Regions from separate parts of the Mus musculus genome. Here all the other regions are linked to region 6. The links are chromatin contacts, called in public Hi-C, HiChIP or PLAC-seq and promoter capture Hi-C maps. All regions are on one chromosome and are shown on one strand. The core of a region is the stretch at or near the end of the contact, and the rest is flanking DNA. Distances in the headings are between cores, read along the strand shown.

What was found. Promoter capture Hi-C pulls out the DNA fragments that hold promoters and counts their contacts. A called contact is a pair of places that touch in the nucleus more often than the background predicts. HiChIP or PLAC-seq counts read pairs in DNA pulled down with a chosen protein or histone mark. Capture Hi-C pulls out chosen DNA fragments and counts their contacts.
Region 1: a contact with region 6 is called in a promoter capture Hi-C map of adipose tissue, with 3 times the contacts expected there. The contact joins the promoter of Zfp511 here to the promoter of Mob2 in region 6. A contact is called at or near these places in 2 of 9 other capture datasets (adipose tissue and liver).
Region 2: an H3K27ac HiChIP or PLAC-seq map of double positive thymocytes shows a contact between it and region 6, with 5 times the contacts expected there. The contact joins the promoter of Spef1l here to the promoter of Mob2 in region 6. A contact is called at or near these places in 2 of 39 promoter capture datasets (liver and pre-B cells) and 2 of 115 datasets of contacts at active chromatin or transcription factors (double positive thymocytes and large pre-B cells).
Region 3: a promoter capture Hi-C map of pre-B cells shows a contact between it and region 6, with 6 times the contacts expected there. The contact joins the promoter of Fadd here to the promoter of Mob2 in region 6. A contact is called at or near these places in 2 of 39 promoter capture datasets (liver and pre-B cells) and 1 of 115 datasets of contacts at active chromatin or transcription factors (regulatory T cell precursor).
Region 4: a contact with region 6 is called in a Hi-C map of B cells, with 6 read pairs. The contact joins the promoter of LTO1 here to the promoter of Mob2 in region 6. A contact is called at or near these places in 2 of 39 promoter capture datasets (liver and pre-B cells), 2 of 484 Hi-C or Micro-C datasets (B cells and CD4 T cells), 1 of 115 datasets of contacts at active chromatin or transcription factors (double positive thymocytes) and 2 of 9 other capture datasets (adipose tissue and liver).
Region 5: a contact with region 6 is called in a promoter capture Hi-C map of liver, with 2.7 times the contacts expected there. The contact joins the promoter of Lrrc27 here to the promoter of Mob2 in region 6. A contact is called at or near these places in 2 of 39 promoter capture datasets (liver and pre-B cells).

What each region holds. Positions count from the first base shown.
Region 1 is chr7:140,032,962-140,037,701 of GRCm38.p6, forward strand. Zfp511 (zinc finger protein 511) reads left to right here and starts at 3,430. Exons shown (of 6, transcript NM_027201.1): 1 at 3,430-3,645; 2 at 3,859-3,932; 3 at 4,259-4,460; 4 at 4,555-4,679. The coding sequence starts at 3,493. Tubgcp2 (tubulin, gamma complex associated protein 2) reads right to left here and starts at 3,713. Exons shown (of 18, transcript NM_001286007.1): 1 at 3,386-3,713; 2 at 652-837. The coding sequence starts at 801.
Region 2 is chr7:139,976,109-139,981,073 of GRCm38.p6, forward strand. It overlaps Spef1l (sperm flagellar 1 like), which reads right to left and starts at 2,647. Exons shown (of 7, transcript NM_001033465.3): 1 at 2,439-2,647; 2 at 1,926-2,037; 3 at 964-1,114; 4 at 367-565; 5 at 1-20. The coding sequence starts at 2,574. It overlaps Adam8 (a disintegrin and metallopeptidase domain 8), which reads right to left. Exons shown (of 24, transcript NM_001291066.2): 23 at 3,852-3,926; 24 at 2,824-3,419. The coding sequence ends at 3,369. It overlaps Gm16201 (a long non-coding RNA gene), which reads left to right. Exons shown (of 5, transcript XR_389973.3): 4 at 383-500; 5 at 889-2,872.
Region 3 is chr7:144,580,516-144,585,117 of GRCm38.p6, forward strand. It overlaps Fadd (Fas (TNFRSF6)-associated via death domain), which reads right to left and starts at 1,926. Exons shown (of 2, transcript NM_010175.6): 1 at 1,589-1,926; 2 at 1-345. The coding sequence starts at 1,874. The coding sequence ends at 14.
Region 4 is chr7:144,912,703-144,917,110 of GRCm38.p6, forward strand. LTO1 (ABCE maturation factor) reads left to right here and starts at 2,398. Exons shown (of 4, transcript NM_001357869.1): 1 at 2,398-2,627; 2 at 3,726-3,831. The coding sequence starts at 2,536. It overlaps Bc1 (brain cytoplasmic RNA 1), which reads left to right and starts at 1,768. Exons shown (of 1, transcript NR_038088.1): 1 at 1,768-1,921.
Region 5 is chr7:139,211,509-139,216,255 of GRCm38.p6, forward strand. It overlaps Lrrc27 (leucine rich repeat containing 27), which reads left to right and starts at 1,480. Exons shown (of 11, transcript NM_027164.1): 1 at 1,480-1,759; 2 at 3,167-3,451. The coding sequence starts at 3,215. It also overlaps a transcript of Stk32c not described here.
Region 6 is chr7:142,057,560-142,062,290 of GRCm38.p6, forward strand. Mob2 (MOB kinase activator 2) reads right to left here and starts at 3,475. Exons shown (of 5, transcript NM_028308.2): 1 at 3,426-3,475. The coding sequence starts at 3,442.

The DNA of each region.
Region 1 (4,740 bases), core at 2,180-4,679, 2.0 Mb before region 6:
TTAGTAGATTTCAAATTCAAAGATATCTTTTGCTAAAGATAATACTTTTGAATTATGGCTCCTTTAATAAATAAAGAAATAATACTTGAGCCAGGTGTGGTGTGGCACACACTTTTAATCTCAGCACTCAGGAGACAGATCATTGTGAGTTCAAGGTCAGCCTGGTTTACATATCTACATAGTGAGTTTCAGACCAGAGAAAAGGAAAGAGAGAAAAGGAAAGAAAGGAAGGAGAAAAAAAAGTCCTGAAATTCCAATGTGATTAATACCAGTCGCTTCCTTTTTCCCACCCAGTGATTTTTGCATATACTAAGTCTCCTCCACAGGGAAGAGGGGAGGACTGTGTAAGTCAGACTACTCCACCTCTCTCTCTCTCTCTCTCTCTCTCTCTCTCTCTCTCTCTGGACACCCACTGATTCGCCTATATAGTGGGGTAAATAACAGGAGCTACTGCCAGGAACCAGAAGACTAGCAGAGCACAGTGAATGCCAGGTTCAAAGGAAGCATCCACCAGGTGCTGCTGGCCCAGCACTAGCCTTGCTGAGGCTATGAGGGACAGGCCTCCATCCCCACAGCCCTAGGATGAGCACCCTCACCCATGGCCCCGTACCTCTGGGCCCCTACGGTCCTGTATCAGAAGTAGGTGCTCACCTTGGCACTGTGGGCAGAGACTGTGGTTGTGACATACGGCGTCCGGTTCTTCTGCAGCAGGTCAATGTAGACCTCAGCCCCATCCCCGCCATGGATGCGGAGCAGGCTGAGCAGCTCATTGACATCATGGTGAATCCGAAATTCGCTCATAGTTTAGCTCTGAGACACCAACATAACCAAGTTTTCCTGAAGGCAGAAAGAAAGGTGTTTATAACATTAAAACCTAAAGTTGTTCCGACTGACTCAAGCCTTTGTCAGAAAGACCATTGCCAAGGTGACGTCAACCGCCAGCCTCTCCCCTTCCCTGGCAGGCTGGTCTATCAAAACTCTGCTGAGATCTTGCCGTACCCGTGCCCACAGAGCTTCCAACTGTTTCCCAGCTTACACGACCACTTAAGGAGCCAGTTGTACCAGGTAAATCACTGAAATGGACCCCTCGAGCCTGGTTCTCCTACTTCCGTCCATCGTCATGTGACCCTGGGCGACCAGGGGGCAGATCTGCTATTTTATCTGAGTTTTTCTGGCCCTTGCCTGGTAGACACAACGATCTTGCCCTTGGGGGAGCTGGCACAGGCCAAGGCTACTGTCTCTGTCCAGACATATTAAAACTTCCCACTCCTAAGGCCATACCCAGGTCTTAAACCATAAACTGTTCATGATTTGCAGATAGTTACAAGAAAGGGGGCTTCTCTCATCTCTAAATAGCTTCCTTTAAGCCTTTAGATATGTCTCAGGAGAGACACTCTTGGCAGTTACCTGGCAAGGGACAGGGACAGTCATGTTAATACAATTGTCCTACATACAGGGAGACAAAGCTACAGTTGAAAGGTACACCTGTAAAGAAGGCTGACCGAGTCTTAACAGCCTGCCTGCTTGACCTTCTGACATCCCTGGGTATCTATCTCTATTAATCACCACAGATGTTCTAGAGGAAGCACAACTTATTTATTAGCAAGTCTGGCATAACCAATCATGAGCAAGTCAGGTGCATACTTTTAACGGCCAATGATTAAAACAAAGTTGGGGTGGAGGTAGAGAGGTATGAAGAGGGAAGATTCTGGAGCAGAGGTTCCCGACCTGTGGGTCAAGACCCCACAACTCTTCCACCGGCATCACGTGTCAGATATCTTACATATCAAGTACTTACAGGATGATTCGTAACAGTAGTAAGGCAATAGTTTTATGGTTGGGGGTCAGCAATACACGCACTGTTGTATTAAAGGGTCGAAGCATTAGGAAGGTTGAGAACCACTACAGGCTCCTAGATAATAAAACCAGCCTGTGCCGGTTGGCTTTTGTACACTTGACACAAACCTAGACATATCTGAGAAGATGGAATCTCCATTGAGAAACTGTTTCTATCAGATTTAGCCTGTAATCAATACCTATGGGGCATCTCTTTGATTGATGACTAATGGGGGAAGGCCTGGATCACTGTGTGTGGGGGTGCCACCCCCTGAGCAAGAAAGCAGGCTGGCCTGGGTGTGTGTGAGTGTGTGTGTGTGTGAGACATTCACCTTTAATCCCCAGCACTTAGGAAGCACAGACAGTCACAGATCTCCTAGTTCAAGACCAGTCTGGTCTCAGAACAAGCCAGGACTACACAGTAAAAAACAAACAAAAGCCCCCAAACAAAACACCTAACCAAGCCGGGCAGTGGTGGCGCATGCCTTTAATCCCAGCACTTGGGAGGCAGAGGCAGGTGGATTTCTGAGTTTGAGGTCAGCCTGGTCTAACAAAGTGAGTTGTCCAGGACAGCCAGGATACACAAAGAAACCCTGTCTCGAAAACAAAAAACAAAAAACAAAACAAAACACCTAACCAAGACATGGCCTGTCAAAAACATTTTATCATTTGCAAAATGTCAAGAATCCAAATACTTTTACAGAGACAAAAGTGAGAGAGATGATATCACGCCTGGTCATAAGCAGCTGTCTAAAGACATAGAAACGCTCATTTCCAGGGCTTAATTACAGAAAGGCTTTCCTTCCTTCATCCCTCCCTCCTTCTCTTCTTCGCCCCCCCGCCCGTGCCTCTCCCTGCTCCCCAGGTCCCTCTCCTTAGGGGGAAGGTTTTACTATAAATAAGAGAGAAAACATCCAGAGACATTTGGAAGAATCCAGAACAGAGAGAAAGAGAAACAGACCGAGCAAGGCCTGGGCTGAGAGAGAGGGAGAATAATCCCAAAAGGCTTTCATTTGTATCTATTAAACAGTAGCGTCCCTTCTTTCTTGACACTTATATTCATACTGGGGGAGGGTGACCTACTTTGGTAGAGGAGCAAAGTTAAAGCCCCTCAAAGTGTCAGCCGCACGTTTCGATCGTCTTTTTGTTTAGGTTAGGGTTTCTTTCCACACCTGTCTCTACTGCAGCAGGCCCTGATCCCTTCACCCCTGAACCCCGAGCACCAGCAGCAGATGCAGAAAACCCGCAGGCCAGCACCGCAGTCACCGCGGGGCTGTCAAGAGAGGAGTCACACTAACCACGAACTTCCCAAGGCCACTGCCTCCAATTGGACTCCTGGAGAGGACTGAAAGAGCCAGAGAGGCAGTCGCACCGTGGAGCGAGACAAGCCCGGGCTGGCGGACGGAACCGCCGGCGGCAGAGGCCCAAGAGAATCAGGCTCTTCCCCGCTGCAGGCCAGCCTGGCTCCGGTACCCGATCCCGCGCCCGGCTCCAGCCCCGCCCTTCTCCGACCAGTTCCCGCCACAACACAGACCCAGCCCTGACTCACCTCCGCGCGTCGCGTCCCGCCCCGCAGGGTCGCCACAGGAAGTTAGTAGACGTCACGTCCGTCACCACCCCTCCGACGGTGGCCGAAGGGCCGCGGCGGCCGTGGTGATGTTGCTTCCCCCTGCACTATATTCCCGCCTGGCCGGGGAGCCGGGGGCAGCCGAACCGCTGCCCGTGGAGAGGAACCCTGCGGCTGGGGAGGCACCCTTCCGATTCGCGCCGCGTGCCGTGCGCTTCCCGCGGGATCACGAATTCTTCGAGGTGCGTGACAACCCGGGCGGAAGATGTCCTGAGCCCCACAGGGAGGGGCCTAGAAGCAAGACTGTCGCTGTGGGCGGGGCTTGTGGGGACCGGACCTGTGGACCGGATCAAGGGGCTGGACACAGCTCTATGGGTTGGGGCGTGGCTCCGAGCTGTAGGGCGTGGCTTCGATGCCGGAGTCCACCCACAGCTCTTGACGCGTGTCTTCTGTAGGATGGGGATGTGCAGCGGCACCTGTACTTGCAGGACATGCTCACGCAAGTGTCCGAGACGCCGGAAAAATCCATGTGAGCACCTTGGCTTCGAGGCCTTACTCGGCTTGCTAGCGCTATCCTGATTCCTCCTCTCTCGTCCGCTTACACCCTGGGACTCCGACCCCTCCCAGTTGACACCCGAGTAGCATCCACTTAGCACCACCCTGCCCTAACAGGAGCATGGCTTGGCTGGACTTCCCTCCCCTAGTCTGTTAGTAAGGTTTGGGGTGGCACAAGAAGCGCTCTTCTTGTTTCAGGCTCAGCTGGAATATGGGTAAGAAGTTCCGCCGGAATTCCTGCCTTGGGATAGTTGGGGGAAGGGGGAAACATTCTTCCAAGAGACACACCTCCTTTCCCAGGGTGCCTGAGTTCACCTGTCAGGTGGCTGGCTGTTGCCAAGTGTTTGCCGCCATAGAAGACTACCAGCACCACTACCACATGATGCATGGAAACACCTGCTCCTTCTGCAACCGTGCCTTCCCCTCTGGGCATTTGCTGGATGTCCACATCCTGGAATGGCACGACTCTCTGTTTCAGATCCTGGCCCAGAGGCAAGACATGGTGGGTGCTGACTGCACTGGGTGCATCTGCAGTGGTGACTGGGATTAGGGCTTAGGGCAGGGTGAGAGTAGAGGTGACACTTTATTCTTTGTAGTACCAGTGCTTGGTTGAAAGCTGCCCAGAGAAGTTCAAGACCAGCCAAGACCGGAAGGATCACATGGTGAGGCTACACCTGTACCCTGCGGATTTCCGATTTGATAAGCCCAAGACGAACAGAGGGTACGTGAGGGACCCAGTTGTGACTGTCCCCAGTCTTAAGCCTGGGAACAGACACTGTAAT
Region 2 (4,965 bases), core at 1,397-3,896, 2.1 Mb before region 6:
GGCTGGAGGGCTCTGTAGGCCTGTATGACAAATAGACACCATCAGCTCAGGACCTTGCTTCTGATAGGCACCCACTAGTGACAGGACGGACATATGGACGAGGGAGGGGACATGATCCATAGCCGGTAAAGCAGACTCAGAAGTTATCATGGAAGGACTTGGTCCTATCCTGCCTTCAGGGACCTTTGCATAGCTCTGGAAACCTCAGGAATGGTGCTCCTGTTTGAATAATGGCTTCCCTGCATAGCTCACAGGCTGCCCCTTGAATGGTTGCTCTCTGGGTATTGATGGAGCCAGGACCCTAAGTATTATGCCTTCCTCAGGAGCCCACTAGCCTCTCTGGGCCCAGGATGCGCCTGAGCATACCTGCCTTCTTTTGAAGGTTTGGGAGTTCAACATCATGGACCCAGCTTTCGGGAACAGAGTGGTGCTCTCCACCGGAGTCCCAGAGGGGTTCTGACAAGCTGCTGTTATCCACATCAGGATCTTGCATCTTAGAGGTATGTGGGTTGGGGGTAAGATCCCGCCAGGGTCGGACAGCATCCACAGCAGAGTGTCTTGGATCCTGCAAAGTACAAAAGTTGGGGAGTGAAGTGTAGCTGGGCTGAATTTGTTTGGTCATTACAAACTCTGGGTGGGGTTAGTATGGAAACTGGAGAAGAGCGGGAAGCACTTGGGTTGGTTGTACTTGGAGCAACTCTTAAGTGTTTTCACTGCCCCAGGGTAGGTGGATTTGGCTGGAAAGGAAATTCGGGAGCCCCCCCCCCCTTCCAGAAGATCAGCAGGAAAGTCAGGAATGAGTCTAAGTGAGGCCTGTTGCCTCATGTATGGACTTCATTTCTTTTTGGACCACAGGGACATTCATTTCTCTGTTTTATTCTCACACAGACGGATTGTCTGACTGAGTGCAAAGGGCAGAAGGCACAGCAGACTTGCATGCTGAATTGATGTGCAGACACTTACAGCTGTACCAGCTGAGCCTACATGAACAGTCCTGGCCTCCATCTTCTCCCTCAGTGCACATAGAATAGACTCGATAACTCCAGGCCTGTTGGATACCACCCTTTGGATATCATTATCTGAGATACACAAGTGCAGCTTGCGAAAGACTTTCCTGCAAAGAAGGTAGGAGCACATTCTCAAAGCAGTACCATCAAGGACTGGGAGTTGAGCCCTCCCTGAAGTTCTATGCTCCCTGCAATGCCTTCCAGCCACTGGGCAGCATCTTGCTTTCTCAGAGAGCCCCTTTGTGCCCTGCACTTGAGTGGCGCATGGCTATCTCATTCTTGGCCTTTGGAGCTATGTCTCAGGAGATCGCAGAACATGGGGTGCTCTATCAGGCCATGTTCTCTGCATTCATTCTCATCTCTCTACTGGCTTGCCCTCGGTAAATCCTGTTGAGACAGCTCAACAGTACCTGGAAACCTGCAGCTGGGCCCTCTCAGCATGATCATCTCCCTTGAGGTCTCTTTTCATCTCTTCCCTCTCAAACATAAGCCCATGAGATTAGACCCAGGCCTGAGCCCAGCAATGTTTCTATTCCAATCTGAGCCAGTCTTTTGGGGGTGCCCACACAGGTTCTCCACCTTGCTCTGCTCAGACACTTCCCGAGGGCCCTCTGTGATTGGACTACATCAGACATATCTGCCCGACTCTGTCCTTGAGATCACTTATTATACACAGGCAGAGTCTTGTCTGAGGACATTTGGGGAGGTGAAGTAAAACTCTACTGATCCGTAAGGGAGCAGGCTAGCTGATAGGCTGCCCTAGCACCCCCAGGAGTGGTACTAGGGGTACTAGTGCCCTAGTACCCCTGGTTGTGGTACTCTTCTATAGGCAAGGACCCACAGTTAGGCAGTCAGAGACCCATGGCTGGAGAGAGCATCCCGGGGTCAACCTAGGTGGGCTGAGCTCCCAGGCCTTGCCTGTTGAGAAGGCTCCAGTTGCTCAGCTTCTGGTCTGTACTGCAGGCTGGGACGTAGCTGTGCAAGTCCACCAGCCGAGGGCGGAAGTGCTTCACAATCTCGGCCACCAGCACTGTGGGAATGCGAGGGGAACTTGGCTTGCCTGGTCAAGACCCTGGGTTGCAACTGTAATCCCTGACCACATGAGATGCATGGAATGGAGTGGGAAGGACACGAGCTTTTCCTGGGGAGCCCATAATTGTCCCCGAGTCTGGCACGGCACCTAGACTCCAGGTCAGACCAAGTGGTAGGATGGCCTGGGAAGCTAATACAGCGTGAGAGCCCAGGGGGAGCTGGAAGAGCCACAGGAGGCCCTGTTTGCTACTACCTTTCCTAAGGAGCACGAGTCTGGACTCAAGAACCGCTCCGTTCCCCCAACACCCACACCCGTACTAGGGGGCTGGAGGCAAGGGTGGCCCTCAGCTTTGAGTCCTCTTCATCATCCGCCCCATAGCGCCTCGCCCTCACTCGCACCACCATCACTGAAGTCCCGAGCCAAGTGGCGCTTGGGGCGGCTGAGTGGGAGCCGGTCCAGCCAGGCGCAGAGGTTATGAATATCCCCAGGCGTTGGCAGGAACGAAGCTGAGCTCGGCTTGGAAGCACTGAGCATGGCAGAGAAGTGGGTGTGCAGCAGAGAAACACAGCGGAAGAAACCTGGCGGGTTTGGACCGTTGCTGGGAGACGCGGCACAGCCGGAAGGGGCGGGGCCCTAACCGCGCTGGTCCCTCCCTCGATCCCAGGAAGGATTGGTCCTCCTGCACGCCCAGAGATCGGGCTGAATCAAGGTGGATGGTTAAAAAACGAAGGGAGATGGTAGGTGAAATTGTTTGATCTGGTGTAATAAAAACAAACTGCCATGTAGAATGTGATCTATAATCTATTGATAAAATAGAATCTTTATTAGTGAATAGTGTTTAGTCATAATTTCAACAACTAATCTGTTTCAATCCGGAGATGACGGCAACTTCTTGTCCCAACACCCCAAGAACGACGTCTTTTCCTTTCCTAAGTCTCATACACGAGTGGGATGTAGATACAGGAACTGTGCCTTGGAGAGAGGTCACTGTGTGAGGGCCAGTGCAGAAGTTGCTGGGAGGGGACTCCTGGCATTCTGTCCACCCAGAGACAGACAGACTTGATCACGCCCACTGCAGGGTACACCGCCCCTGCCTAGCAACTAGCATACGCAGATGTATGGTCTAAGCTGGCCAAGGCCAGTGAGAGGCCACTGGTTCATGAGGGCATCTGGACAGCAAGAGCCACAGAAAGATTATTCCTGAGGTAGGAACAGCGTGTGCAGGTCCAGCCTGGGTGGTGGTTGTGGTGTTGCTGAAGGAACACATTTATAGGAGCAGTGGTATCTCCAAACGTCCACAAACGATGGCCCTGGGGTGCCCTAGCTGGTCACCTCTTCTGGATGGGGACCTTCAGAGCAACCTTTGGCTCACCAGCTCCCTGCCAAGAAAAAAAGGAAATCGATATTAAAGAGGACCTGATAAGAGAGAGGTCCAGCTGAAAATACCCATTGCCAGTTCTTTAAATTTAGACTTCCACTTCCCCTAACAACAGAATGGGCCCGACCTCACAAGATGACTGTACTAGCATTTCATATATACTGTAGACTAGCCATATGAAAAGGAAAATTCCATAGCCCCCGAAAGCCGCAAGCACTGGAAAGTTCTGGCAAATTATAAAGCAGACATCAAGCCTGTTATTGAGGATTTTTTTTTCTTTCTTTTTTTTTTTTTTCAAATGTCACTAAAACTTACCAGCTAAGAAAATGAAAACAGCCACTCACCCTCCGAAACAGTGCCACAGTCAGCAGGAGGGTTCCTGCAAGATGGACTCCCCCTTCCCCTTCCCCTTCCCCTTCCCTCTGAGGCTCACCTGAGTTGCTCCAGGCACCGTCCCTCCAGTCCCGGGCTTGACTGGTGGTGTCGGGGGTGCAAAGGTTGGCTTGACCTGGGAGGAACCAGACACAGCTGACTGAGAGCATCTCCTAAGTAGGCCAAGTACGGCCCTTAGCTTCATCCTGAGGCTGTCCTGCTCAGCTCCAGCCTAGCCTGGAAGGCTTCTGTCTGCACGCAGCTCAGTAGGAAACATCTGCATGGCCTCACCGCTAGGAAGATAAAGCCCGAACCTGGCAGAGCTCCTCTTCTTGGCTAACTGTCCCAGCCAATCATCTTGCGGCCTCCCCAGTATCCCACACATTGCCCTGAAGCTTTCAGAACATGGGTCTTTAGAAGCTCAAAAGGAAAGAATTAACTAGGAAAACCCGTTTTGTTTCCACATTGTTAAAGAGGATGGTAACATGGCATGATGGGCTTTAGACACATTTTTCCCTCCCCCCCCCCCCCAGCTTCCTTTCATCCCTGCCCAGGATTCCCGTACCCTGCTCCGTTCTGCCTGCCGGGACTGTGACTAGGATGACATTTTCTTCCTTTTCTTTCTTTTCCTTTTGTTTTGTTTGAGACAAGGTTTTTCTGTATATCCCTGGCTATCTTGGACTCACTCTGTAGACCAGGCTGGCCTTGAATTCAGAGATTCAATGGTCTCTGCCTCCCAAGTGTTGGGATTAAAGGGATTTTTCAGCTCTTATATAAGTCTGAAATTAGTCCCTGGCCGGACACAGTGGTGCATGCTTTTAATCCCAGCACTCAGGAGTCTGAGGCAGGCAGAACTTTATAAGTTTGAGGCCAGCCCAGTCTACATAGAGGCCAACCAAGGCTATATAGTGATACCATGTCTCAAAAGAAAAAAAAAAAGTAAGAAAAAGAAATAAAATCATCCTCCTAGCCCGCCCCCCCCCCCAAAAAAAAGGAAAAACAGAAAATCACACGTGTGATGGCTCATACCCATAAAACCATTACTCAGGAAGCTGACTCAGCAGGACTGTCATGAGCTTAAGGGCCAGTGTGGGCCACATAGTGAGTTCCATAGCATTTAAAATAGGCTACAGAGTGAAAGCCTATCTAAAAAAACAAACCAAACAAGAAAAACA
Region 3 (4,602 bases), core at 676-3,175, 2.5 Mb after region 6:
AGCTGTAGGCTTGTCAGGGTGTTTCTGAGGAAGACACAGTTGAATCCCTTAGTACTGGGGACATATTCTCACTCTTGCTCACAGATTCCTGGGCTTCTTCCACCAGGTCAGCCACCAGATTCAGCCTGCAGGTCCGCAGCGCCTTAACCAGTCCGGCCACCGAGGCGTTCTTCTTCTCAGCATTCTTCCAGACTTTCAGACTCTCCCTTACCCGCTCACTCAGACTTCGGGGGTACTTCTCCTCAATCCCATCCATCTTGGCCTCAGACACCTTCAGCTCGCGGGCCAGTCTTTTCCAGTCTCTCCCCACATTGTCACACACAATGTCAAATGCCACCTGCAGATCTAGGAGGGAAAAGAGCAGTGTGACTTGACTGAGGAGCTGGGGCAAGTCTCCCTACCGGCCACCAAGCATGGGCCTGAGCACTTCGAAGACAACATCACTTCAAAGCCACTCAGGTCCTGTGCTGACACTAAGTAGCACAGGAGCTACTTCAAGATACCCAAAGTGGCCTGATCTGCCCAGCCACATTCTCAGCCTGGGCCACAGCGAGCTATGGCTTAGAAGACTGTCAACTGAGGACTGGAGTGTCAGAGGGAAAAAGCAGGGCTGCCCTAACACCCCGCTCAATAGTGGGTTGGCCAAAGTCCCCAAAGCTACATCTTACACTGTGACCTTTGCTGGTTTGACCAGACACCACAAAAGATCTGTCTCTGTGCTACTCTGGAGCCCCTGCTTAGACACAGGCAAGGTGTAATCTCTGTAGGGAGCCCTGGGCAGTGGCTGAAGACCCTTTACTGGATTCCTGTAACAATAACAAACATTGGAATGCCTTGGAGATGTGAATACACAATCCATTTTCGTGTGGATCTTGCACACACCGGCAGTGGGAAGCTTTACTCCACAGGCCCTCCAGCTGCTTTGATGTTCTGTGTCACTGTAGACAAAGAGCAACGGTGACAACCAACCAGGAACTAAATAAACCTTTGCCCCTTTAAATGGCTTCTCGAGTATTTGTCACAAGTGATCAAGTGTCTAATATATGCTTAATCTGTATCTACATCCCAAGGCCAGCCTGGTGTTGCTCAGCTGTGGCTGCTATCCACTGTGCGTTATGGGGAGGCATAGCGCCTCCTCTCTACGCAAAACAGAAGTAACTGCCGATAACCAGACACTGCACTCTGGACCAGAGAGCACAGCCGCCGCGCAATCTTTCCTTGGCCAGGAAGGGCAGTCTTGGACACAGGCACTCCCACTACGGAAATGGTGCCGAGCAGCCGGCACACGTGACCTCTGCCCACTCTTCAACGCTACCCTCACTGGGGTTAAGATGCCTTAGTCACATTCACTTCTTAGCTGAGTTTTCCAACGAAGCACTGCAGGTCTGAGGCGAGTTAATACTGGGGTTGGGCAAGTGGCACGAACCCTTGGGTTCAACCTTGGCACTGCCAGTAAGAAACAAGACCTCCCAGCTTCCGGCTCAAGCGGTTGAAAAAAGTGGGCGTGCCCTAGAGTCCATCCCAGTCGGAGCCAGTGGAGGGTGCACTGAGGCCAGGCCTCCCCGCCCATTCCCCGCCCCCTGCCCACCTGCCTCCCCCGGGGGCGCAGCGGTCGCCGTCCCCGCCTCGAAGTCGTCCAGGCGCTGCAGTAGATCGTGTCGGCGCAGCGAGGCCAGCAACTCGCGCAGCAGCCCGGTGTGCCCGCGCTCCAGGTCGTTCTGCTCCAGCAGCACCGTGAACAGGTCCAGGCCACTCTGCACGCGCTCCAGCTTTCGTTTGCTCACGCGCTCGCGGCACAAGAACTTGAGCTCCATCAGATCGTTGCCCGACAGGCTGCCGGACAGCGAGTGCAGCAGCACCAGGAATGGGTCCATGGCAGTGGTACGCCGGGCTGCCCCTCAGCGATCCCACATAGGAAATCACCTTAGGCTTTCCCGCCCAGCGTCTCGCGGGATGTCCAAATCAGACGCATGCGCTTCGGATGTGGCTGTAACCGCTTCCGCCCGGGCTGGCATCCGCTGTTGTAGTAGCTTTGACAGCTGAGCTGCGTTGACTTCAGCTTACGCGCGCGTTTCTCACCCCGAGGCAGAACAGATCTTGTTCACCAGAAGTGTAACGTGGATCCTCTTGGGGCTCTGAGGAGCTGCGCAGCCCTACTGTGTGGGGGGGGGCTGGAAGAGCAGCTGCAGATGCCTACGGCTGCCAGATCATGTTCTATCACCGGAAAGAAGGAAAGAGAGAGAGAGAGAGAGAGAGAGAGAGAGAGAGAGAGAGAGAGAGAGAGAGAGATGGATGGAGTTACTTATGGGCTGGAGAGACAGTTCAGGGGTTAAGAGCACTGGCAATTCTTACAGAGGACCTTCACGAATTCAATTCCCAGCACTCACATGATGGCTTACAACCATCTGTAATTCCAGTTCCAGGGGCTTTGACATCCTCTTCTGGCAAGCACACTTGTGGTATGCTGACAAAATACTCGTACATATAAAAACCATTAAATATTCCTTGGTATATGTATGAGCATTTGTAGGTGGTTTAGTGCTCCTACAGGTCTTCAAGTGCCCACGGAGGACAGGAAAGGGCATGGATACCCCTAGGACTAGAGTTCCGTTTGGATGTGAACTCTTGTGTGGATCCAGGTTCTCCGTGAGAGCAACACAGTGCTCTTAACCGCCAATCCATTCCCCCAGGCCAATAATATGTATATTAAAATGAGTAGAAGAGAGGATTTGGAATATTGTCATCAGAAAAAGTTGATGTGTGCCGGAGGTTGTAGAGACACTAACTGCCCTGCTTTGAGCTTTCGTTAACAATACACTGATTCCACAGCCACACCCAAGTACTGCTCATGAGTTAAAAAGTGCCTGTTGCCCAAGCTTGAGGACCCATGCTCAGATCCTGGTGTCCACATAAAAAGACGAACAAGGAGGTGCCCATCTGAAACCCCAACTTTGGCAGAGACAGATGGATTCCTGGTGCTCAGTGGCCAGGCACTCTAGCTGAATGGCTGAGCTCCAGGTTAGTGGGGCGCAGTTATGCACAGCATACCCAGCAGGGTTGACTTATATTTTTTTAGATTGACTTATAATTCACCCATTTAAAGTTCAGTGCTTTGGTTGATTTTTGAGACAGGGTCTCACGCTGTAGCCCAGACAGACAGCTGAGGCTGTATAGAATGACAAATGGGGCTGGAAAGGTGGCTCGAGGTTAAGAGCGTTTGTTACTCTTCCAGAGGATCTGGGTCTGGTTGCAAACAACTATGCAGGACTGCTTACAACTGTCTGTAACTACAGACAGGGGAATCAGGGGCCCTCTGCTGGTCTCTGCTGGGCACTACAGTCTCTCTCTCTCTCTCTCTCTCTCTCTCTCTCTCTCTCTCTCTCTCTCTCTCACACACACACACACACACACACACACACACACACACACACACACGAACACATTTTTACTAGGTTGGGGGAGGGCTCTTTAGGGGAGCAGACCAACAGAAGTGAATTTACTGGACTGGCTTACTTGAGGGGGCTGAGTGTATGTATCCTGTAAATGCAGAGGAGATTCAATCCCAGAAGCTGGAAACCTCAATAGTCAGAATCCAATCTTGAAAGTCTGGGGGTTCCCTGGAGAGCCTATAGTTGTTGAGTCTATAGTTTTTCCTCTATGGTAGTTTCTTTTGAGACAAGATCTCATGTAGTTCAGGCTGCTCCAGAACTACTCCCCTTCACACCATGTAGCTCAGGATGACCCTTAAGCTTCTGATCCCCCTGCCTCCACCTCCCAGGTGTGCACCACCAGGTCCAGTTTATTTTTGTTCTGGATGTCAATCTCTTGTTAGATGTGTGTTCTGTAAACACCTCCACATCATGTGCACTACTTTTCCAGTCTGTTCATAAGATCCTGCAATTTAAAAGTTCATAATTTTGATAAAATCAGGTGCATGTATTTTTCTTTCCATTGTGCTAATAAAGGGGAAAAAGCCTCTCTGGTGGCGGTGACCAGAACACGCCTCTCAAGAATGGCCTCCACCATCCTTGTCCAGAAGAGAAGAGGACATACAGAAGCAGGGTGCTACAGAGCCAGGTTCCCACCTCACAGCTGTGAAATGCCCAGAGCATATGCAATTCCTAGTCATGCCACCATACTCCACGTTGGCTGCTCCTACAGCAGGGAGAACAAGGTTTCCAGAAAGAAGTTCTTCATGAGGGAGGAGCACTGAAAGTCCCTGAACCAAGATGAGCCGGAGGCCATCCCAACAGACACCAAAAGGAAGGAAGAGAGCCAGCTGTGGCGGTTCACGCCTTTAATCCTAGCATTCAGGAGGCAGAGGCAGATGGAAGTCTGAGTTCGAGGCCAGTCTGGTCTGCAGAATGAGTTCTAGGTCAGCCCAGGCTGAGAAACCCTGTCTAAAACAAAACCAAACACAAACAAAAAGGTAAAGAAAGGAAGAGAAAGAAAGGGGGTGGATAGGAGTCAGGATGGGAGGAAGAGGAAAGAAGGAAGACAAAGAACAAAGGGAGAGAGGGAGGAGAGAAACAAGGAGGGAAGGAGGGAGAGCTTGAACATCCCTTACTGGTTTCATGGAGGTAAACTCACCCTTGTTTGTGC
Region 4 (4,408 bases), core at 1,148-3,647, 2.9 Mb after region 6:
GATTGCTGAATCCTGAGGTGGCCACGGTCAGCATTTGTCATCTTTCTAGTGTGAACTTAAGTGAGTCTCCTAGTGCCTGACAGCTTTGCTCTCCGTGGCTGTCACCAGATCCAGCTAGGTTTTACAAGTCTCACCACAGTGCTCATTATAGGGTGTCAAATCTCCACAGTTCTCTGACTACTTCCCACAGACAAAAATCAAACAAAATTAAACTACCAGGTCAAAGCGGACAGACTTTCAAATGACCTTCTTATCCTTTTGAACCATCTGACCAAAAGTCAGCTCAAATTCATACATTGGTGAACAATGAAAGTTCCCTTTAATTCCACCAAACAGAGGGCTCAGGGCCTTTAACCATCTCAGAAGGCAGATGCTACTTCTGGCTGCTCTTTCCGTGGACTCCGTCTGTTCCTCCTGGGACTCTACCCAATTTAAAGGCCAGACACCTGCTGCTCAGTTCTGTGCCATACAAAAGGCCCATTAGCTTGCTATTTTCTCCTGTTAGGATGAATTCATTCATTCATTCATCTATTTCTTTTTTTTTTTGTTTTTTTGTTTTTTTGTTTTTTTTCGAGACAGGGTTTCTCTGTGTAGCCCTGGCTGTCCTGGAACTCACTTTGTAGACCAGGCTGGCCTCGAACTCAGAAATCCGCCTGCCTCTGCCTCCCAAGTGCTGGGATTAAAGGCGTACGCCACAACGCCCGGCTCATTCATCTATTTCTAAACAATTATATTTTATGTTTTGAGATATGGTCTCACTCTTCAGCCCAGACCAGTCTGGAATGCACTCTGTAGCCCAGGTTGGCCTCAGATTCATGGCAGTTCTTTTCCCTCAGCTTCCCACATGGGGCTTACAAGTGGGGGCCACTGTCCCTGCTTCCAGGATGAATCTGTTTTGTACCCACATCTTTTTTTTTCTTTTCATTTTTTGAGACAGGTTTTCTCTGTGTAGCCCTGGCTGTCCTGGAACTTACTCTGTAGACCAGGCTGGCCTCGAACTCAGAAATCTGCCTGCCTCTGCCTCCGAAGTGCTGGGATTAAAAGAAGACCTTTGCCACCGCACCTGGCCTCCTTTTTCTTTTTGTGGTTAACTTTTTACTTGGTGTAGACTCTTCTGATGAGCAGTGTGAGCAGCGTGAGCAGAGTGTGAGGGACTCACTTTATTTTCCTGAGAAACCATACTTGCCTGTCATGGCGAGTGCTCACTGCTCTATCCTTCCTGAAGTTTGTGATTTTATTTTTATCACGGAAGTTTTACTCCTAGGAGACATTCTAGGCTGTTCTCCAGGCTTATCTCTTCTTCAGTCAACATGCCATCATGTTCATCACCAGACTCAAACTTCTCTCTTCTGTCTGACACAGTAGTTCTCATTTTCAAAAAGCATTTTGTTATAGTTAAGGATTCATTTGCACAGATGAAATTCAGTTCAAGTGGCGTGTTTACTTATTCAGCCCTCCATCAATTACAGTGTTGTATCTCTGGTCTCTTTTATACAGGAGCTGATTAACTTGTTAGCAATTGTTGCCTAAGGAACTTACTGTACTGTGGAATACTCTTTAAAACTATACTTTGGAAGGTATCTCTGATGGAAATGATGAGAAAACTAACTTCAATTTCTGCTGTTTGAAGAGTGGGTGCCTGTGAGATTGGAGCGCTTGGACAAAGTGGCTCCTCCTGCCGGCCAGCCCTTCGGAACCACCTGATACTTGACTGTGTATGAAATACTTCAGTTTTGCTTTAAATACTGGCAGCAAGTGCTAGCGTTCGGGGTTGGGGATTTAGCTCAGTGGTAGAGCGCTTGCCTAGCAAGCGCAAGGCCCTGGGTTCGGTCCTCAGCTCTGGAAAAAAAAAAAAAAAAAAAAAAAGACAAAATAACAAAAAGACCAAAAAAAAACAAGGTAACTGGCACACACAACCTTTTTCATTTTCAAAGACCCCCCCCCAAGGGCATTTTCATGTCTGGGGGCAATATTTATTATCTGCCCTTTAGGATATCGCAGTATCAAATCGTTTCCAGCCCTCAGGGAGGGTCCGGTGCAGTGTACAGATGCGGTGATTGACAGTCCGGTGACAGCAGAGGATGCCGGATACTCCTCCCTCCTTGAAGCCTGCCCCTTGGGCCCTTCCTCCATTTCCTGGGAACGCCCCTGTGCCAGATCTTTGGTAACTTTTCTCATTTCTTTAAGACCCACGTTTGTGAATTCGGTCCCATCTGTTTGGATTTTGAAAATAAAAGCAGGGTTCGTCTGGACACCGCGAGCGACCCAGACGACGTGCCCCAAGCGACCTGACCCGCCCCACCCACCACGGAGCGAGCGGTACCAAGGAGGAGGAGCAAGGCTTCCCTCGGGCTAGCCCCGCCCATGTAGCATCTACCCATGCGCAGTGGGATGGGCTTTTTTTTTTTTTTTGGCTTCTTTAGCTTGCCGTCCTTACCCGCCCTGCTCCGCGCGGCATACACGGAAGTGTCTTCTTCATTCTGACAATCCGGGCGTTTGTGATCGCGTCTCGCCAGTTGGCGATTACTACACAGAATGAAAGGAATGCGAGGGCCGGGGGAGAGCCGAGACACCGCCATGGCCGTGGAGCAGGACATATTTGACGCCGTCGTGATGGCGGATGAGAGGTGGGCAGAGAGACCCGGCTCCGCCCCGCCCCGGCAGCTGCTGGGCAGTCCTCGGGGATACCCGCCTTCGCCATCTGCGAGCTGCCACTTTTTCTTGTCCTTTAATTGCCGCACATACGGCGGTATTCATGGGTCTGCTGATGGATATGTCGGGCAGGCCCCTTTGGATCCTGAAAAGTCCCCAGGGAACGCCTGGGCGGGACGGTGGCCCAGGTCATCTTGGCCTCTCCAGGCTGGCTGCTCATTGTGGGTTGGGTACCTCCCCGGGTGACTGCTCAGGCTCGGTTTAGGGAGTCGGGTCCTGGCAGATGCCCACGCCCCCAAATGGGGAGCTGTTCACTGCCTCACATGGGGGCTTCCAGAACATTCCTTCAACAGCGCCGGCAGCAATTTATTGCCAGTTTGAGGGTTGAACTCTTAGACACAATAATACCCACCTACCCAGAGCATCCCAGTGGTGGCATACTGTCTTGATCTTGGGGACATTTTCTGTACCTCTACAGAGGTGTGAGGAGTCCTGGGTGCTTGGAGTGTTTTAGAAACAAACAGGTTGAGTTATGATGGCATGTAGGCTCAGATGCACCTACCCTCACACCTACATTTTCAAAAGTAGATTCCTAGTGTGTTCCGAGCTTGCTTGAGTTTGTATCTTTACATTTTCCTTGTGGGTTCTGGTGCTCGGCTGGGTTTGGTAGTCATCTGTGTAGCCTACCTACAGTTACAGATGATAACCTGGCTTTCTAGGGGTTGGGGCTGTAGTTCAGTTAGTAGAGTGTTTGCCACAGAATGTAGCCCATATGTATCAGGGCTCCTCTTGGAGATGGTGGCACACACCTGTAATCTCAGCATTCAAGAGCTAGAGGCAGGGCTGCTTGAATTGGAGGCCAGCCTTGGCTGCACAGTGAGATACTGCCTCAAAAATGGGACTAATGGGCACAGTAATGGGCCAGGGTGTAGAAGAGCTAGACCTAGAAGCTGTATTCTGTGACTTGAGTTTTAAGCTTTTCCTACTACCCAGACTGCTGGGTCCAGTGGGATCTGGATAATACAAGGCAGGAAGAGGTATCTTGCCTGATGATGTGTGTTTCTTTATCACAGATTCCATGGGGAGGGATATCAGGAAGGCTATGAAGAAGGCAGTAGCTTGGGGATCGTTGAAGGAAAGCGGTATGGCATGGTACATGGAGCCAAGATTGGGTCTGAGGTAAGTGAGAGGGCTGCCTAGAAGTGACTTCATAGATGAGTGTGGTGGTCCTTACCTGTCATCCCAACAGTCAGGGAACTCTAGGCAAGCCTCAGCTAGATAGTGAGATCCTGTCTCCAAAAACCAGGCTGGGGAAGTGGCTCAACAGCAGAGCATGCACCAGCATGCATAAGGCCATGGCTTTGAAACAGTGCCTTGAGGAGAAGAACAAAGGCATTGAACTTTTCCTCACAGCATCTTGCCTTTTCCCCACTACAAGGCCTTTGGTGTGGATTCATCGCCCAGACAGAAAATCCTTAGCACAGAGTCACCAAAGTTGGTTATGGAGTAGCACAGCGCTGTCTCATATCTTTAGCCAGTTCCGGCCTCACCCAGATGTGTGCCATGTTCACTGTGACATCCCATAGGCTCCACAGTTTTTCTTCCCTTGTCTTTGTCCTTGCTTAGCTCCCTCTTCCAGATCCCTGATCCTGACTGGCAGAAGAGGTCATGATAGTGTCAGATACCTGATGCCACAAAGCAGGTCCCTACAGATCTATGGGTCTCTGAAGTAACAATCTTTGGTTATGTCACACAG
Region 5 (4,747 bases), core at 230-2,729, 2.8 Mb before region 6:
GTTCCCAGCACATGACCATTACACCAAGCATCTCATTTTGCCAATCAAATGTGTATAAATTAATGTCTAATTTTGGATATAATTCTATTTTCCTAGTAGCAGGAAAGGTGGAGCATGTGTACTTGTGTGCGTGTGCATGTGTGTGTGTACATATCTGCACACATATGTGGGTGGGTATATGTACATATGTAGAGGTTGAATGTCAACTATGGGTGTTGTTCCTAAGGAGCTGTTAACTTGTTTGTTTTGTTTTTTGACACAGGGTCTCACTGGCTTAGAGCTCCACAGTGGTTGAGGCTGGTTGGCCGGTGAGCCCTCAGAATCCGCTTGCCTGTCTCCAAGAACAGGAATTATAGGCATACACTGCTGCACCTGAACTTTTTAAATGGATTCTGGTGATCCCATGAGTACGTGGCAAGCATTCCACTGAGAGCCACCAGAAAGGGGCCTCTCTGATGGCCTGTGTGGCCAGGCAGGAATGCCCTGCCTGCTCTGTATCCTAACGCTCCTCACAGCACCTCTTGACCCCAAGCTTTAGCAACCTGTAACCAATGGAACACTCGGGGGGATTCCAGCTGCCAGCCGCCATCTCTGCAGTGTTGAAGGGACATCAGGAGACATTTGATCAGAGGGCTACTGGGCTCCCACAACTCTTGAGTTTCCTAGGTTTTCTTGTTTTCTTGTTTGGGGATATTTTCTTACAACTTACTCCCATCTCACTTTCAGTCCTAAAGAATATATTAGTAAATGAATTGAAAATTCTATTCTATTATTTAAATTTATTATTGCATTCATATAGGGGATACCACAGGACAACTCTGTGGAATTGGTTCTCCCCTACCTAGGTTCTAAGCATTAACTCATCTTGCTGGCCTGAGTAAACAAAATTTGCTGTTGTTTTGGATCTAGACTTCCACTTTGGTCCCATCTTATACTTTCAGTTCCATCCTGCTTTGCTACTTCAAAAATGTTTAGCAAGATTATATCACTGAGCACGTTAGCTAAGGGCATAATTCAATGTCCAGGCCAGTTCATTTCCGATAGTTTCCCTTAGAATTGATGACGTGTCATGTTGCTCTGTGTGTGACACATTACTCACTAAAAACGGTGGAAATTGCTAAGATCTCAACTTCTGGCCCCCAGAAAGGAGTGACCCATATCACTTCATTGGTCAGGATCCTCTAGAATCCGCAGCGGGCCTTCTATCCCCACCAGATCTGATACTAAGGCAGTTTACCACGTTCCCGTAATTTCTCTTTTCGGGAGGGATCCTTTTTCTCTAAAGGTTTAGGGTCTATGGACTTGGTTGACCTGCCTCCCAGAATACCCTGCTCTGCAGGTTTCTAAATGGAAAAGGACAGCCTCCAAGTTTCCACACTAGGAGAGTCTGTGCAGATCCAGGCCCCAGGACAAAAGGGCCAGCAAACCCGGCACCAGCCTGGGAAGCCGAGAGCGCAGCACTGCGGCAGCTGCTTCTGCGCAGGCGCGGAGGGCAGCGGTCAGTTCCAGAGGCCTGAGGCCCGAGGGTCCATGGCCCTGGAAGACGGTCTGGTCAGCAGAAGCATCACTCGACCTCCTTCGGGTCCCCAAGCCCTCCCCGAATCCACCAGCCCATCCTCTCGAAGTTTCTTTCTGGCCTTGTCGCCCACCTCCAGCATAAGAGGCGGTAAGCGCACGCGCACCGAAGCTATCCCAAGCCAGACCTGCGACTTGATGCCTTCCGGCCTCCGTACCGCAGCAGCGTCTCCATGGCGACCTGGTAAACCGCGCAGCTCGCTGGTTTGTTAGGTGGTGCCTGAGCCTCTCGGAGGCGGGGCAGCCGACGTGTCAGGGCGGAGTCGCAGGTGGGCGGGGAAGAGCAACGGGGCTGGAGGGTGGGATAGCTGTTACGTCAGTCACCGCTAGCCGGCTGCACTGGATGGGACCCGGCCACCAGGTTGTGGGGCGGGGTCACAGTCTGGCGGGCGGGAGTAGACGCTGGGTTGGGTTGAGGAGACCGCCACAGACTCACAGAGCAGTGAGTCTGGTCTGCTGGGGGTCCTGTGAACGTCAGCCTTTGATGGCGCGGTGGTGGGAGAGAACTATGACTAGATCCCCTACCCTTTTACAGTGGCCGCACCTGGGAAGATGGGATTGAGGTCCAAAAGTCGAGTTCCCCTACCAGCCCAGTCTGGAAACAGCATCACTAGTCCCCTGCCTCCCTCTTGTCCACACATTTTCCTTACAATGTAATTTGATGGAGGCAGAATCTTTCCTCCTAATTCCAAGGTGTAGAAAAAAAATACAATAAGCCGTAGACTATGCAAAGGCTTGGAGACCTTAGGGAGACCCATTACCCAGCTTGGGGGGGGGGGTGGCATATCTCCTGCCAACGCAGACCTAGGTTCCCCATGAATTGTACACCTTTAAGACCAGCTCCTTAACTGAAAAGTCACCCGCTCCTTAAAGGAGAGTGAAACTAGGAAAGTGTGCCAGCATTTGGCAGATCTTTCAGCCATCCTCTTTGCTTGGATGGTTTTGCAAGTAATACCCTGGCTAAGCAACAGGATTATTGAACTAAGATGCAAGATTGTCATTGCCCAGGTTTTTCCCTAGTGCCCACCTAGATACCTCTTTGGTCTGGTCTGGGCCAGTGTGGGAGGCAGGGGTTGGCTTCCTGACTTCAGAGTCTTGGATACAAGAAGCAGAGGAATTTCCAGGGTGGAAATAGGAAACTGTCTTATCTCTTCCCATCTTACAGGTGTTTTGCAAACTTGAAAAGTCCCCCGGTGTTTTCATCCTGGATGCTTGTTTCCACTGGTATCTTCCAGTTAGACTGTAGTCAGGTGGCTGTTTGCTTGTCATCTAAGCACTTTGGAGGTGCATACAGGAAGATCAGGAGTTAGAAGTTCACCACAGTGAGTTGGAGGCCAGCCCAGACTACTTGAGCCCCCCTTCTCGAATCATAATTGTCATTCTCTTCTTCAAACTTTGTGGTACAGCGTGAGGAGCAAAGAATATAACCAGTACCTCCTTATGTCCCAGCATTTACAAGTTTAAAGCTAAATTCATAGTACTGTTGCTTTTTCAGCAACTCGAGTCCATCCCCCCTCCCCCCACCCCCCCACCCCCGTGTGACTTCTGGTTGCTAAGACACACACACCACCCCCACCCCCCTTGTTTCCAGGTGACTCCATACCAAGAAGGATGAGCAGTGGCCACTGGAGCGCATCACATGGAGGACACCAGCCCCCAAGCAGTGGCCGAGAAGGCTGCTAAAGACCCCAAGGCTGCTAAAGATCTCAAGGATGATGCTGCTGCCGCCACCAAGAGCTTCCCCGATCACTTTTCCAGAGAGGGTGATGATCAAATGGACTTTGAAGGGGTCATCTTTTCTTCCTCACCAGTTTTAGACCTGAGTCAAAGAGGCCTGCGCCATTTGGGAAAGTTCTTTAAAATTCCCAACCTCCAAGTAAGTCCAGATGCTGGGAGGGTTAGGATGCACGCGTGCCTGCAGCCAGCAGCAGAATCAGCTCTGGCCCTTTGTTCCTCTTGTTCAGAGAGGTGAATTCTAGAAGGAGCAAGAGGGTTCACTGGCGTTTCACTGGCTGATCACAACAAAGAGCAATTGAGATGCGGTGCCAGGCAACAGAGAGAGCTAGGTATCGGGATGGGGCAGCTCTTTGCCAACCATGGGTTGTGTTTCTTCATGAGAAAGTCGGGTGGAGATCAGTGCCCAGACACCCTGGGTCTCTGATTTAAAATACATGTTCTTCTGAACTCCCCGGGCACTCTGAAAACACTTGAAAATTTTCTCTCATTCTCGTGATGTTACACACAGCTTTCCTTTGTGTCAGACCGGCCTTCAGGGAACTCCCTAGTAAAGTTGCCTTGCCCCTGTGCTTTCTGGAGCAAGCAGTGTTGATGATGGCAGACAGGATAGAGGATGCCCCGGCATTGTTGGCACTGCCCTGGTGTCACAGAATGTCCTTGCATTCAGCTTCATCTGGAACTTAGAAAGAGTACTGTGGTATATGGTAAGATGACAGAGTAAAATGCATAAAGACCTTGTCAGAAACTTACATCACAGCACTGAGGTAACTCTGCCCACATCTGCTCTCAAGGCATGAGAGGAGCAAGCACTTTGGCCCTCTTTTTGTATATGAGGTCCTGCTGTGTGACCCAAAGCAGCCTCAGATTCAGCAGTCCTTGTGGCCTTGCCTGGCTGGGTATCATCACCTCCCAGGGGGAGTGCATGGTTAGTTACAGGGCCTACCTCCTTCAGCTGCTGCCATTCACATGTCACTAAGAAGTGAAGCTCTCCTTTCTCAGGAGTCCAATCAAGACGACTGTGTTATATGCAATGCCCATTGCCTTTATTCAGACAGGAAGGAGGAAATTCCAAAGTCTTTCAGGTCTAACCCAGCCTCATAACTGTCCGAGAAGACAGGCATCGCTATCCCAGAAAGTCTGTAGTAACTACCCAGAGCTACAGACCATTAGGGGTTAGGGCCTCCATTTTGCAACTGTGTAGCAGTCGTTCCCAGAAGGTGTCCACACTAGGGACACTGATGCTCAGAGGACATAGAAAGGAACCCTGTTCACATAGGACCTGGAGGAAGGGCACAGCACCGGGTGCTTCACTGGCTCCAGACAGCTCGGAGCCAGCCTTGCCAGGCTTGCTGGGGCGGGATGGCGTGTTACCCTCTCTGATGTTCACTTTCCGGTGTTCAGAAGGAGGCCTGGTTTCCACTCTGAGTATCAGGAT
Region 6 (4,731 bases), core at 2,225-4,724:
TCACATCTTCCAGAGGAGCCATCCACTGGAGAGCCTGGCTGCAAGGGATGGGACCTTCATCGTGCCTCTAGGCCTCTTGCAGGTACCTCTCCACTTACTGTACCACAATCCTTTAAGAAGGTCCCTATGCTCTACTTCATATCCCTCCCTCACTCACTCACTCACTCCCTCCCTTCCTCAGATCTCTGATCCTTCCACTGTGCTTGTCCTGTCCTCCTCTGCCAGCCTTAGCCCTCAAAGCACTGACCTTGGAGTCTTCAGAAGCCTTGCCCTCGGCATAGGTGGGCTCAGAATCCTTGGCTGGGAAGTAGTACAATTCAGTTTTAAAAGACTGGGTTACAGCATCATCAGTCATGCCTGCAAATTTTCCACAACCACCTCTACCCAAAGGTAAAGGGAGAAACAGAATATGCAGGCCTCTTCACAATGTCCAGTGGAGTAACAAACGGACGTCATTGCCGACACCTACCACTGAATCCATCACACACCAGATCTCATGACTCCATTTACACATAATAATGGAATAAAACAGATTGGTGCTGCCTCTCGCAGAGGTGGGCATCTGCAGCAACCAGAGGGCTCTCCAAAGAGTAATGTTAATGTTCCATTGAGCTGAGAAGATGGCTCCATGGTAAGGTGCTTGCCCAACATACTTAAGGCCCTGGGTTCCACCCATAGGAACACACACATACACTTTAAAGTAAATTAAATCATGGTCAAAGAAACAAGTCTATAATTTTATTAAAAATTACCTAATCATATACTTAAAACAAGCAAACTTAGTGGTATGTAAATGATACCACATGAGGCTGTTCAAATAAAACCTACAGACTCTTACCAGTCAGGTGTCAGTCACCAGATATACTTTCCCAGAAGATAAAACCTTTCACCCCTATGCCAACCTTGCAAACACCTACACTCAACTGCTCAGAGTACAGGACTGCTAAAGGCTGCCCCAGACAGGCTGGAAGGCCTGAGGCCATTTAGCTTTATCTGTTAGCTGAGCAAGAGTAGACCTTCAAATATACACTGTATCAAATGGCCTACACCAGGTTTCATCTCTTTCTACCTGTACTGGAGAGATCTAAAGGCTTCATAAGAGTCAGGTGCACCCGGAAAGGGAGCCTCAGTAGCAGGCTGGAGAGAGACTACTGGAGAGGGAAGAGGTTCAGTTAAGGTGGCCAGGCAGGAGGGAAAACTCACTATCATCAGTGGGAAGAGGAGAAAATATGTTCTTTTGACTCCAAGGGGCTTCTGGACTGTGCTTTCTGCTAGATAAAATTCAAACTACACTCAGACCTCCTGGTTAAATGCTTACCCCAGAAAAGATTCAAGTGTTGCCTAAAGTATCCCATAACATGTTGGGGTTCTCTCTTCCAAATCCTGAGCAGCTTCCCCTGGGTGTTACCCTGCACGTGGTTGTCCATAACAGAACAAACACCCACTACACAAAAATTGTAACCCTTTCTAATAAAGAATGAAGGGAGCCTGACTATATATACTGCTTAACAAGCTCAAAGCTTCTCCAAGCAGAGGAAACCTACAGGACAAGAGGTGGCTAAGAGCCACACCTACAACATTCTCCAGAAAAGTCCCAGCAGGTTTACCATCAAGTCCCAACGTGCCAAATTCTGCTCTGGTTATCCAAAGCATGCTTCCCTGCAGGGCCTCCCTTCCTCCTGAGCAGCTGGAACACAAAAGATAAGGCTGTGAGATGCTCAAAGTCCCAGCGTGATCCTCACCCAACTAAGAGAAAGATGTAGCTTTCCACTTAAACTTCTGTAGACCTCCCTGTTGGCTCTAACAATTTCTGTAAGAGACCTCTACTCTTGCACCCATACTTGGGTTCACCCAACATGAAGTAATTAACAAAACCTTTACTTTAACATAAGCAAGCAAACAAACAAACCTTGAAACATTCCAAACCCCTCATTGATATCGGATGGTCTGAATTAAGAAAAAGACCAAGACCAAGACACAATAAAAGATGATACATTTGTCCTATTCTTCCAGACAGAAAAACTACTTAAATGGTTAATTACAGAGAGAGTTTCAGCCCTGAGCAAACAGTGGGTACTCTGAAGCAAAAAATGGCTTCACTCCCGACTACTTTGTCAGCTCTCACCAGGGATCAGAAGACAAAGTGGAGTAGATGGGGGGGGGGGGGCGCGGGGGGATGTCCTCTGAAGGCTCACTCTGCAACTTCCATTCTTCCTACTTTTATAGTAATACTATGAAAGAGGGACAGAGGAGTTTAACGACTGGCTTCTGGTCAGCCTCCAAGCAAAAAGCACCTGGATGGGTATGAGCCTGGAAAAATTACACATACAGCAGTGGTCAGCTTCCTCAGTCACCAAGCTGACAGATCTAGTTCACTTGCAGTGAAACCATACCTTGGCCAAGTTATAGTCAAGTGCTGGCCCTCTCCACAAGTGCACAAAGGAAGAATGGTCTGGAATAGGCTGGTTTCAAATATGTGTCCTATGCTTAAAACCCCTGGGCTTCAGAGACCTTGTTAAAGGCCAGGACATAACATCTGCCAAGCTTACCATATGCAAAACATGTGCTGGCCCTTACCTCAGTTAACCCTTCAGTAAACCTGTACTGCAGATTTCACAGCTTCCATCTGACAGACGATCCATTACAAAAAAGTCTAGAGAGGACCACATAGCTAGGAAGCAGATAGGAACCAGTGACAGGGCTTCCTCTTGAAGAAATAAGATGAGCCTCCGCCTAGTCCCCCGTGTCACCCACACTTAACGTCCTGAGTGGCACTATGTGGCTCCCGGCCTCCCTTAGTCTCTTGATTATCCCTGGGGCTGCTCACTTAGTCCGCTGTCTCCCTAGGTTGCAGCACTGGGAGGTCAAACAGCCTCAGACGTCCTGACAGTGCCACCACTACACTTTCCTCCGCCTTCCCCGCTTCTATCTCCAGAGTCCCGCGCAGCCCTCGTACTGCCGAAGCCGAAGGCCGGCTCTCTCTGTGGTCCAGCAGGATTATACGGACCCCACAGCAGGGCCGCGGACACCGCCACAGGGTCGAGAACCGAGCCGCCGGGAGAGCGCGCGCGGCTAGGAGCGCCCGCCTCTCACTCTCCTCAAAAGTAAATTGGAAGAAAGTCACTTGGGCGGAAGAACTTTCGCAGGCCCCGCGAAGACCGACGACCGACAGTGCCAGGTGCCCGACTCGCGGCCCGTCGATTCGCGGCGAGGGACCGCGGCCTCTCGGGACAGCGCCTCGGGGACCGGGCCTCTCTCCCGCCGGCCGGCCGGCCGGCCGCCTGCCCGGCCTCCCAGCACCCCGCAGCGGCTGGCCGTCCTTCCGTGCCCCGGCCCCTCCTGGAACCCGCTGCCCGCCGCCCTACGCTCCCTACGTTCGCCGCCGCCCCGCGCAGCGCCGCGCTACGCCGTCCTCCGCCACTCACCCCATGAGCCAGTCCATGGCTGCGCGGAGCCCGCGCCTCGCTCGGCCTCAGCCCCGCCGGCGGCCGGAAGTAAACACTCGATGGCTCCCGCCCGCTGCCGGACGTGACGCGCGCACGGCTTGCTGGGACGCGTAGTCCCAGCGGCCCCTGCGGCGATGTCCCGAGTACCTGTTCTGGAGTGTCAGGACCTTTCCCCATCGCCAACCTCGGGGCTTCGAGACCCAGGAGCATCCTGTATCTGAAGACCATCCAGAGTTTCTGGATCACCAGAGTGAGAATAACTTCAGAGGGCCCCAGAAACCCAGACGCCCGGAACTCCAGAGTGCCTCGGACTCGCAAACTGCCTGTCATTGCGCAGTGCCCTGGATCCTGGAGTATCACACCCCCGGTGTCTCTAGAGTGACCCCGGTGTTGCACACCTCTAGTGTTAGGACACTATAGAGTGCCTTGACCCCAGGAGTGAACCTTACCACCAGCGTGCCTGAATCTGTGGAATGCACAGACCCGTGGGAGTCTGAAGTTCCTGGGACCTGAGTATCCCTGACCCCAGTATCCCAGACCTGGGAGTATCCAGACCCCCCAGGCTGGAACATCGGAGTTCCTCTGCTCTGCAGGATGTGTTCCTTTCCTCTGCAGTGCCTCACCCCTTGCTGCTTACATCCCTCCTGATGTCCATCTTCCCACTGTTATCATCTTTTGCCCACACCTAGTGCCTCTGCCAGAACTGTTCTGACCACACTTGCCTCTTCTGTGTCCCTTAGCTTTGCTGGCCGTTCATTTGCATCCCAGCTGCCCGCCCCAGTGGACATGATTGTCCCCTTCAATCCCCATCTGTTCCCTTCCTCTATGTGCTGTACCCTCTGGCTCCTGGGTGAGCCTCTATTATCCAGGATACTTCTCTCCAGCGAGTAAGTCTCTTCATGATCCAGGGTATCTCTCCTATTGTCCGCTCTTTCCAGAGCCTGACCAGTACTAGGAACTCATTGAATACTTTTTGAAAGGCTGACTCTCTATTCTCTACACTGGAGAGATGCTTGCAGGAGCACACAGTTGAGCAGAAGGATCACAACAACCTAACTCACTAGTGTCTTCAATAGAGTGTCATGAATATCAGGCACCAGACAGATAACACCTTCAGGCCAACTGCCTGCTGTAATACAGCTGTCATATACTTGAAATGGGATTCACCTTCCCCAAAGAACCATTCCAGGATGCTGGGAAATGTCCAGTCCATTCCTTCTTTATAGCATGAACAGTCAGGCACTGGGAGTGGGTGGGGTTGCAGTTTTATCAGCAAAAAATACCT